Regions from separate parts of the Mus musculus genome. Here region 1 is linked to region 2. Evidence: chromatin contacts called from public HiChIP or PLAC-seq data. All regions are on one chromosome and are shown on one strand. The core of a region is the stretch at or near the end of the contact, and the rest is flanking DNA. Distances in the headings are between cores, read along the strand shown. Region 1 overlaps Trpv1 (transient receptor potential cation channel, subfamily V, member 1). Region 2 holds the start of Haspin (histone H3 associated protein kinase).

The links. HiChIP or PLAC-seq counts read pairs in DNA pulled down with a chosen protein or histone mark.
Region 1: an H3K27ac HiChIP or PLAC-seq map of trophoblast stem cells shows a contact between it and region 2, with 2.0 times the contacts expected there. The contact joins the enhancer-like site here to the promoter of Haspin in region 2. A contact is called at or near these places in 1 of 39 promoter capture datasets (3T3-L1-derived adipocytes), 1 of 484 Hi-C or Micro-C datasets (uterus), 4 of 115 datasets of contacts at active chromatin or transcription factors (embryonic stem cells, extraembryonic endoderm stem cells and trophoblast stem cells) and 2 of 9 other capture datasets (adipose tissue and pancreatic islet).

What each region holds. Positions count from the first base shown.
Region 1 is chr11:73,255,427-73,260,081 of GRCm38.p6, reverse strand. The region is part of intron 15 of Trpv1 (transient receptor potential cation channel, subfamily V, member 1); the gene reads right to left. Among named protein-coding and RNA genes, the nearest start is that of Trpv3, 9.8 kb to the left of the region's middle. Within about 2 kb of position 2,446, at least 12 of the 459 cell types and tissues checked have an H3K27ac peak or open chromatin away from gene starts, as enhancers often do. A contact at or near this core is called in extraembryonic endoderm stem cells and trophoblast stem cells, where this site is marked.
Region 2 is chr11:73,136,902-73,141,429 of GRCm38.p6, reverse strand. Haspin (histone H3 associated protein kinase) reads left to right here and starts at 3,136. Exons shown (of 1, transcript NM_010353.2): 1 at 3,136-4,528. The coding sequence starts at 3,169. Itgae (integrin alpha E, epithelial-associated) reads right to left here. Exons shown (of 31, transcript NM_008399.3): 27 at 2,919-2,975; 28 at 2,568-2,663; 29 at 668-763.

The sequences.
Region 1 (4,655 bases), core at 1,197-3,696, 120 kb before region 2:
AAGAGGGGGCTATGATGGTTTGAATAGAAATGGCCCCCACAGACTGGTGTGTTTGAATGCTTGGTCCATAAGGAATAGCACTATTAGGAGGTGTGGCCTTGTTGGAGGAACTGTGTCACTGTGGAGGTGGGCTTTGAGGTCATACATGTTCAAGCTACACCTAGTGTAGCATGCAGTCCCCTTCTGCTGCCGAAGGATCAAGATATAGAGCTTGGCTAGATCATGGCTCCTTCAGCACCATGTCTGCCTGCATGTTGCCAGGCTTCCCGCCATGATGATAATGGACTGAACATCTGAAACTGTAAGCCAGCCATAAATTAAACGTTTTCTTTTCTAAGAGTTGTCTTGGTCATGTTGTCTCTTCGTAGCAATAAAACCCTAACTAAGACAGAAGTAAAGACTGCAAGAGCCAGAGGACCAGGAAGTCTGCTATGAGACTGTCTCCTAGAAATGGCTGCCTAAATAAGACCCAAACAACAATAGACAGGCTAATGCAGAGCAGGAAACCTCACAGAGTCTCACCACTAGACAAAGAACTACAGGCAACTAATGACTGCTAAGAGGGAGAATTAGCCTCTCCCATCCCAATCTAACTGGTTATCCAGTACAAAGTAGTTAGCTTTGAAATCAAAAGCAGACTCAGCAAGTTATACTTGTGTGTGTATGTGTATGTGTATGTGTATGTGTATGTGTATGTGTATGTGTACGTGTATATGTATATGTGTATTTGTATTTGTACATGTATATGTAAATGTATGAATAAAAAAGAAAGGTTGGAGGAAGGGACATGGGTAGAAGTTGGGAAGAGGAAAATAAAGTTATTATATTTTCATTTCAAAACCTATCTTTTAAGAAAAATCTTAGCCAGGTGTAGTGGCACACACCTTTACTCCCAGCACTCAAGAAGCTAAGACAGATGGATCTCTGTGAGTTCAAAGCTACCTGGTCTACATAGTAAGTTCCAGGACAGCCAGGGCTACATAGTGAGACCCTGTCTGGAATAAAAATAAATAAATCTCCAGGCTCTTAGACCCATGAAATTTCCTCTTCTTTGACAGTTGAGCTCATTCACCCAGTTTATACTTCCTTTCTCCCCCAGGCCCTGGTAAACCTGATAATTCATGAGTCTATCTCACACCTGCTTCAGGCTTTATTGCCTCTCTGCCCAAATGAGAGGGTAAAGAGATTTCTGCAACACAACTCCACATTGGGCAATCCTAAAGTGATGAACAGCAGCCAAAAAACATCAAGACTTAGAGTCAAGGCCCCACCAGGGCATAGAAGAAAATGCCAAGGGAGACATGGTGACACTGGGCTTCAAATAAGAACTTTGGCATGACCTAAAGTTCCAGGGAGCTCTTAAGGAAGACTCAGTTACCACTGCCTGTTGAGATCTGGACTAATTGGCTAGGAAGTAGAGACACCCAGTTTGGGAACTGTTGACCTAGCCAGTTCCAGGGTCTCCAGAGGTAGCTGAGGTTCCCATCACCATCCATCATATTCTAATACCAAGTGTTAGGCCAGAGGGTTTGGAACAAAGGCAAGATGGCCTGGGCCAAGAGATCCCCACCCTTCTCTTCTGATCAGGAGCCCTCGCTTTCAAAAGCCCACACAAAACGCTGGACAAAGCCAGCTCCTAGTTCAGGATTCTCAAAACTGACCACTGGTTCTAAGTCCCACCTACAGGGCCCTAAAATCACAAAATAAGGTTATAATATAACCTTATTTGTACCCCCACCATCACATTGAAGATCTACCCACACCCCTTTAGGAAGCCTTGCCTCAGCCCAGCCTTGTGATTCCACTGACCCCCTCCTGTGAGGTCAGTGAACCTGCCTGAGAGCTACCCACAACGAACTATAAGTTCAGCTCAGTTCGACTTGTTATACCAGTAGAGAAGCCATTCACTGAAGCTCCCACACACTTCCTAGTCCTTCCAGTTCCCACCTTCCTTCCCTGGCCTTTCTCCCCTGAATTCTCCCACATCTTCCTAGCGCAGGCATCTTGGTGAGAAGGGGTCCCCGTTATCTAAAGTATCTGGCTATCATCACTAGAGTTTCTACTGTCACAAAAGTGAGAAAGCAAGTAGTGAATGTGTAAAGTCTAATGCGGCACCCCCCCCCCCCCGCTTCTGTTCCAAATGGCCGCTCTAACTGGACAGCAGTTCACTGAGAGGTACAGGGTAGAGAGCCATAAGGTCCTCGTGCTCACAGATGAGCTCCAGGGAAAGCAGAAATGTTAAACACTCAGGGCTGTCTCCTCAGCAGAGCACATAAATACCTGTTTTCCATCCAGAAGGCTGGGCTGGGTGTTGGTAGCAGCCTTGGTGACCTGTGCTATCAGTAGAGTCAGGCCACACCCAAACTCCCCAGACTATTATGTTTATCCCAGATTCTTCCTCCATAGACCTTTATCTTGAGCATTGTTTCTCAGTCAACAGAACCCATCCCTAAGGGAGCTGCCACTTGTATTTTATAGCTTGGTGACCTCTAGGTTGGCCTAGACCACAGCAGATCCTCCCCTATGCACGTAATCTATAAAACCCATTCTTATGGAAGAGGCCACGTGTTAGTCACACCTTTAGCTTTATTGTGATAACTGTCACCAGGAAACTGTACCCCACCCCATGATCCTGCACTTAAATACATCTAAAATAAACTCCCCAGTGTCAGACTCACCCAACAAAGGCTAACTAAGTAGGAGGATCATGGTAAGCCACTCAGATCACCCACAAAGCCAGCTTTGAGTAGATCTGAGAGTGTTAGCACACCTAACAAATTGAAGGAAAGATAGTGAGCAAGGGTGATAAGGTGACCAGGGAGTCTTTCCAATTGCATTCCTAGGAAAGTCACAGAACTGCAGGGGACCTATGTGAAATTAACAAAGCTCCAGATCAGGGAACTGATATCCAAAAGTGAGCCTATTTTTTTTTCTGTACTAGAGATGGACTCACATGCTAAACAAGTGCTCAACCACCACTAAGCTACATCGCCAGCCCCTGAGTGAGCTTTTGATGAAATAGATTTCCATATCCAATTATAACAGACGATCTTGGACTGGACTGCCATGCTCATGACAACCATAGATGAGCAAAATTCCATTCAGCAGATGTGTTTAGGCCTGAACACATGTGACAGATGTGAGCTACTATAAACCCTAAGAGGCCCGTCATTCACAAGAGGAGCCCTATGAACACCCATCTCTCTGCTTAAGAGACAGCCTTACCTACTACTGTACAGTCAGCAGCCATCCTATAGAGCATGGAATTTCCCCTAAGCTAAAGAGAAAGCAGCTATCCTAGCAGCTGACACAGCTAGAATCAGTAGAACAGAGCATAGGAGAACATTGGGAGACTGGTTGGTTTGAGGGTTGGGTGGTTACCCACAAGTCCTTGGCTGAGATTTAGACATTGCTTGCTGATGATGAGAGTACAGGAGGTTTAGCAGAGATGCCTGCAGTGGGGTTGGAAGTGAGGTGGACACACTTAAGCTTGAGTGCAAGAAGGGAGCATGGACAGAATGCAGAGACACCCTTACACTCACTTACACATGTACACGATTAAGGTGTACTGAAGTATCTTTGAGGGAAGATAACCAAATCCAGGTTCCACAGTATCTTATCCACAATGCCCAGCACACAATCTGAAAACACTGGGCCTAAAAGGGAAACCAGGGCAATGTGGTCCTCTGTCATAAAAAAAAAAAAAAAAAAAAGGAGTTAAGAGACATGGATGCCAAGATAGCCCGGATGTTGGAATTAGCTTTGACAGCTGACTCCAAGGCCTTGTCCTTGCCAGGCTGAGAGTACCACCCCTGAGCCAGTCTACCCCTTAGCTGACAGGAAGTGCAAAGTAACTTATTAATATGTTCAAAGAAATAGAGGAAGAGCTGGAGAGGTGGCTCAGTGGTTAAGAGCACTGACTGCTTTTCCAGAGGTCCTGAGTTCAAATCCCAGTAACCACATGGTGGCTCACAACCATCTGTAATGGGATCTGATGCCCTCTTCTGATGTGTCTGAAGACATCTACAGTATACAGTGTACTCATAAAATAAATAAATCTTTATCTGCAACCCTGTAGGTGCAACAACATTATGAACTAACCAGTACCCCGGAGCTCTTGACTCTAGCTGCATATGTATCAAAAGATGGCCTAGTCGGCCATCACTGGAAAGAGAGGCCCATTGGACACGCAAACTTTATATGCCCCAGTACAGGGGAATGCCAGGGTCAAAAAATGGGAATGGGTGGGTAGGGAAGTGGGGGGGGATGGTATGGGGGACTTTTGGGATAGCATTCTAAATGTAATTGAGGAAAATACGTAATAATAAAAAATATTAAAATAAATAAATAAATAAATCTTTTTAAAAAAAAGAAATAGAGGAAACGTGCTGCTAATATAGGAATGGCTAGAGGACCTCTCAGCAAAGAAATGGAAACTTTGAGCTGGAGAGATGGCTCAATGGTTAAGAGCACTGACCGCTCTTCCAGAGGTCCTGAGTTCAATTCCCAGCAACCATATGGTGGCTCACAGCCATCTGTAATGAGATCCAAAAACTCCTGGTGTGTCTGAAGACAGCAGTGTGTTTATATACACAAAATAAATAAATAAATCTTTAGAAATGGAAACTTCAACAGAAAAACATAGAAACTCTAAA
Region 2 (4,528 bases), core at 1,887-4,386:
TATATGGGCAGACAAAATACATATAAAATAAAATTTAAAAAGAAAAAGAATGAACACGCAGGGTGACATGCGTGAGAACATTTAGCCCACACCATAGGCATCAGTTTGGCTTTGTTTACATTTTTGAAAAATGAACTCCAACACTTCTAATGCTTGGTCTAAGTCCTATAAAAGAATTAGGCACTGAACACTCTTCTGCTCAACACTGTAACAGACACTAATATTGCATACTAGGAAGACAGTTTGTGTACTCAAAGGTAACTTCTCCAGTAGGAAACATTTTTAACTCTTTTTTGTTTTTTTTTGTTTTTTTTTTTTTTTTTGGTTTCTTTGTTTTTTTCGAGACAGTGTTTCTCTGTGTAGCCCTGGCCATCCTGAAACTCACTCTGTAGACCAGGCTGGCCTCGAACACAGAAATCTGCCTGCCTCTGCCTCCTAAGTGCTGGAATTAAAGGCCTGTGCCACCACTGCCCAGTTTAACCCTTTTCTAAGTTATTTTCAAAATCAATAGATTTTTAAACTAAGTACACACCATTGTTGGTTCCTATTTCACAAAAGAGAAACTGAGGCAGAAGCTCAGGGTCACAAGGGCGGTTGGTAGTGCAGACAAGGTCAGAAGTGGCAATGGCTTTCCCAGAACACTAATCAGAAAACAGGCAGGCATTACCTTCGTCCTGTGGTTCTCTGCATTCAGCCCCTCATAGAGAGATTTGTTGAAAGATATTTCACCAAGGATCGGCAGTTCAGATACATCTCTTAGTAACTATAAGGTGGGGAAAGTTGGGGTGTGGGGGAACATGAAACATGGCTTAGACTTGAGCTCACGGTTTCTAGAGAGTTCCAACCATCTTTCCCTTCTAATAACCCCTTCTCCAATATTCCCTTAGCCTTCATAAGTGATTGCAGCACCCACCCAGCTATCCAAGCAACAAGTCTGTAGCCACTCCCCCATCCCCCAACTTCAATTACACATGACCTCATGCCACAACCTCCATCCACAGTCAGTTCCAGACAGCCCTAAAACATCCTGCCTCACACACCCCTTCTCCTTCAGCCCCACTCCTAGGTCAGGAGACCACACTGCTCTCATCGGACTCTCCACACAATGGTAAACTTGACCATTTGTTCCCACCTCATAGTAAGGCCTCTCTAGAGAAAATAACATTTGAGTAATGTTATACGAAGTAACTACATTACAAAGGCCCACTGGCTACAATAACATTAGCAAGTTAAAAAATAGAAACAACACATAAGAAAGAGACAGGAGAGAAAGGGTGAAGGATTAAATACAGACCAGATCATGTAATTCTTTGCACACCAAGAAAGAAGTATGGGTTTTAAGCTAAATGTATCCAACTCTAAAGTCCACTGCTTCTGTTCATTTGGAGTTTCTGGTCCAAAGTTTTTTTTTTTTTTTTTTTTTTTTTTTCGAGACAGGGTTTCTCTGTATAGCCCTGGCTGTCCTGGCACTCACTTTGTAGACCAGGCTGGCCTCGAACTCAGAAATCCGCCTGCCTCTGCCTCTCGAGTGCTGGGATTAAAGACATGCGCCACCATGTCCGGCTTTGGTCCAAAGTTTTAAAGGAGGATCCTAATGCTAAATGAATTATTTCGTGTTTTAAAAAATATTGTGCACGGGGAGGGGGGGGGCGCGCGGCTGGAGAGAGGTCTCAGCAAATAAGAACACTGACTGCACTTCCAGTGGTCCTGAGTTCAATTCCCAGCAACCACATGGTGGCTCACAACCATCTGTAATGGGATCCGATGCCTTCTTCTGGTGTGTCTGAAGATAGCTACAGCGTACTTCTTGTATACAATTTAGAAAAAATAAGTGTGCATGTATGTGCACATATGCATGGAGACCAAGAGAGGAAGTTAGATCCTCCAACAGCTGGAGTCCCAAGTAGTTGTGAGCTGCCCAACTTGAGTGCTAGGAGCCGAAGCAACATATCCTCTGTAAGAGCGCATGCTCTGAACTGCTGAGCCACCTCTCCAGCTCTTTTTTTTTTTTTTTTTTTTGGTTTTTTTCGAGACAGGGTTTCTCTGTAATAGCCCTGGCTATCCTGGAACTCACTTTGAAGACCAGGCTGGCCTTGAACTCAGAAATCCGCCTGCCTCTGCCTCCTGAGTGCTGGGATTAAAGGTGTGTGCCACCACGCCTGGCCCTCCAGCTCTTGAAGAACTATTTGTACTGGTTAGGGGGGAAGCCAAGACAAAGAGGGCATGTCCAAGGTTATGCAACAGGCCAGAGACGGTGACCTAAATTACAGCCACATCAATAGAGACAGAGAGAAGTGATTTCATATGTATTCTGAAGGTGGGATGGCAGGGTTTGCTGCTGGGATACACTTGGGGATGAAACAAAGAGGTAATCACAGGTCATTCCAACATGTCTTAGTATGGAAAAAGATTAAAATCCCTACTAAGTAACTTGCTAAGAGCTGTTTGAGACAGGCCAATCAAATGATCTATTTTGAACGGCACCTTTCAGATGCTATTATCCTTTCTTAGAGGATAGGTCCTCTAGGATTGGACGACCCAATCTGCAGTCTCTCAGTCTCAAGTACCTGCTTAGTGTGGCCCACGGAGATCTCTGCGGCCACGGTTACATTTTCTTTATTAGATGTGATAGCACAGACCACTGAATGCCATTCTTTTACATGCTGCAAAAGCAAAAGGTGAGTCTGCTTACTCCCTTTTCGTGTTTTAGGATTGAAAATCTGAATATCTAAGATAGGGCATCCAAGGTCCCAGAGCAGACATTTGAGCAAGTCCCCTTCGCCCAAGCCAAGTGTCAGTTATCCTGGCAAACAGGACCAGAGAGGCTGAAAGTCTCAGAAAGAACACTGCAGAAGCAGTCACCCTCTCAAGAGGCTCTCCACATCCCTCTCTCGGGCTCTTGAGACGACTTCGCTCACCTGCACAGGATCGCTTCCACACGCAGGCTCTTGACTCTGGGTGCACTCAGTGTGGTCCTGAAAAGAGAGCCTTTGCTGAGCCACCCTGAGCTCCAAGTCCCGCTAGGCATCTGCCCCCTGCCGGCTTCCGGGAGGTCAGGCAGGCTGCGCAGCCGAGGGCCGGCGCTAGGACCCAGCGGGCCGACGGGCGCTCGCGCGCTCGCCGCAGTCTCGCGGTGTTTCTGTTTGAAACGCCGGGCGGGCGCTCGCTATGGCACAGGCTCACCCGCGGTCGGGTACCCGGCTCTTTCGAACGTACGCGGCGAGGGGCGTCCGGGGGTCGCAGCGGCAGCCTGGCGGGCTGGCTGAGCAATGGTTCCAGCCGCCGAACCTGAAGCGCGCCTTCAGCAGCAGCCTCAGCGACAGTAACGAGTCGCCGGCTGTCGCTTCCGACGACCCGGACGACCCCGACTTCCCCGGCAGCCTCGTGGGCCAGCGGCGGAGGCGTCCTCGGGGCAGCGGCTCCCGGAACCAGCGGACCCTGACAAACACTCCAAGAGTCCAAAGGCTGCGACCTCGGCTCCCGCAGAAGTGCAGCACCCCGTGCAGCCGGCTGCGACCGCCACCTTTCCCCAACTGCAGCCCGGGCTGCCTCGGGTCGGACCACAGTGTGTGCATCCAGTCCAGGGACAGCAACGAGCTGGGCACCAGTGCCTCCCTCTTCAGCTCTCCGGCCTCGCCCGGAGCCCCCGACCCTTTGTATGCTGACTCTGCAGTCCCCGGGAGCTTCCACTTGCCGGCAGCCTCCCTAAGTGAACCGTCTGTGCCCTGCCCCCAGGTGGCAGCAACCGGTGACAGGTACACCGGGAGGGCCCTCCGAGCCGAAGCCAGCTTCAGGTCATCTCTCTTTAGCCTTGTGAACTCAGGGGCCACAGAAGAGAACAAGTTTGGGACAGATGGGGAGAATGTGAAGGAATCGTGTTGTGAAAGAAGACAGCAGATGGGAAACAGACTAACGGACCCTGATCTGACAAGCCCGGGAAAGAGAAAGGCCGCGTGTAAAAAGGTTGTGTCCCAAGGAGTCGACCAGAGAGACTATGAGGAGTCCAGTGCTTGCAAAGACCTTCGTGTACCAGGGGAAATCAGCAGGCCTAAGAGAACTGGGCCACTCCGGAAGAGGAAACAGCAAGAAGCAACGGGAACCCCTCCCCGCCACTACCACCAATCTAAGAAGAAAAGGAAAGCGTCAGTCTCCTTATGGAACTTGAATACTAGCCAGAGGGATTCTTGGACCAAAACCAGAGCCTCCTTCGGTTTCCACAAGAAGAAAATTATAACCAGTGTGATAGAGGTATGCAGTTCTGTTGCCAGTTCTTCCTCCAGGTCCCTCCTGTCTGAATGTTCGACCCCTCCTATCAAGAACAGAGCACACCTTACTGTTTCTTCTCGATGCTCTTCTGTGTATTTGCTAAGTCCCTTAAAGACCCTGCATGTCACAGACCAAAGGCCATCTTATGCTGAAAAGGTTTATGGGGAGTGTAATCAGGAAGGGCCCATCCCCTTTAGTGATTGCCTTTCCACGGAAAAACTGGAACGGTGTGAGAAGATTGGGGAAGGAGTGTTTGGAGAAG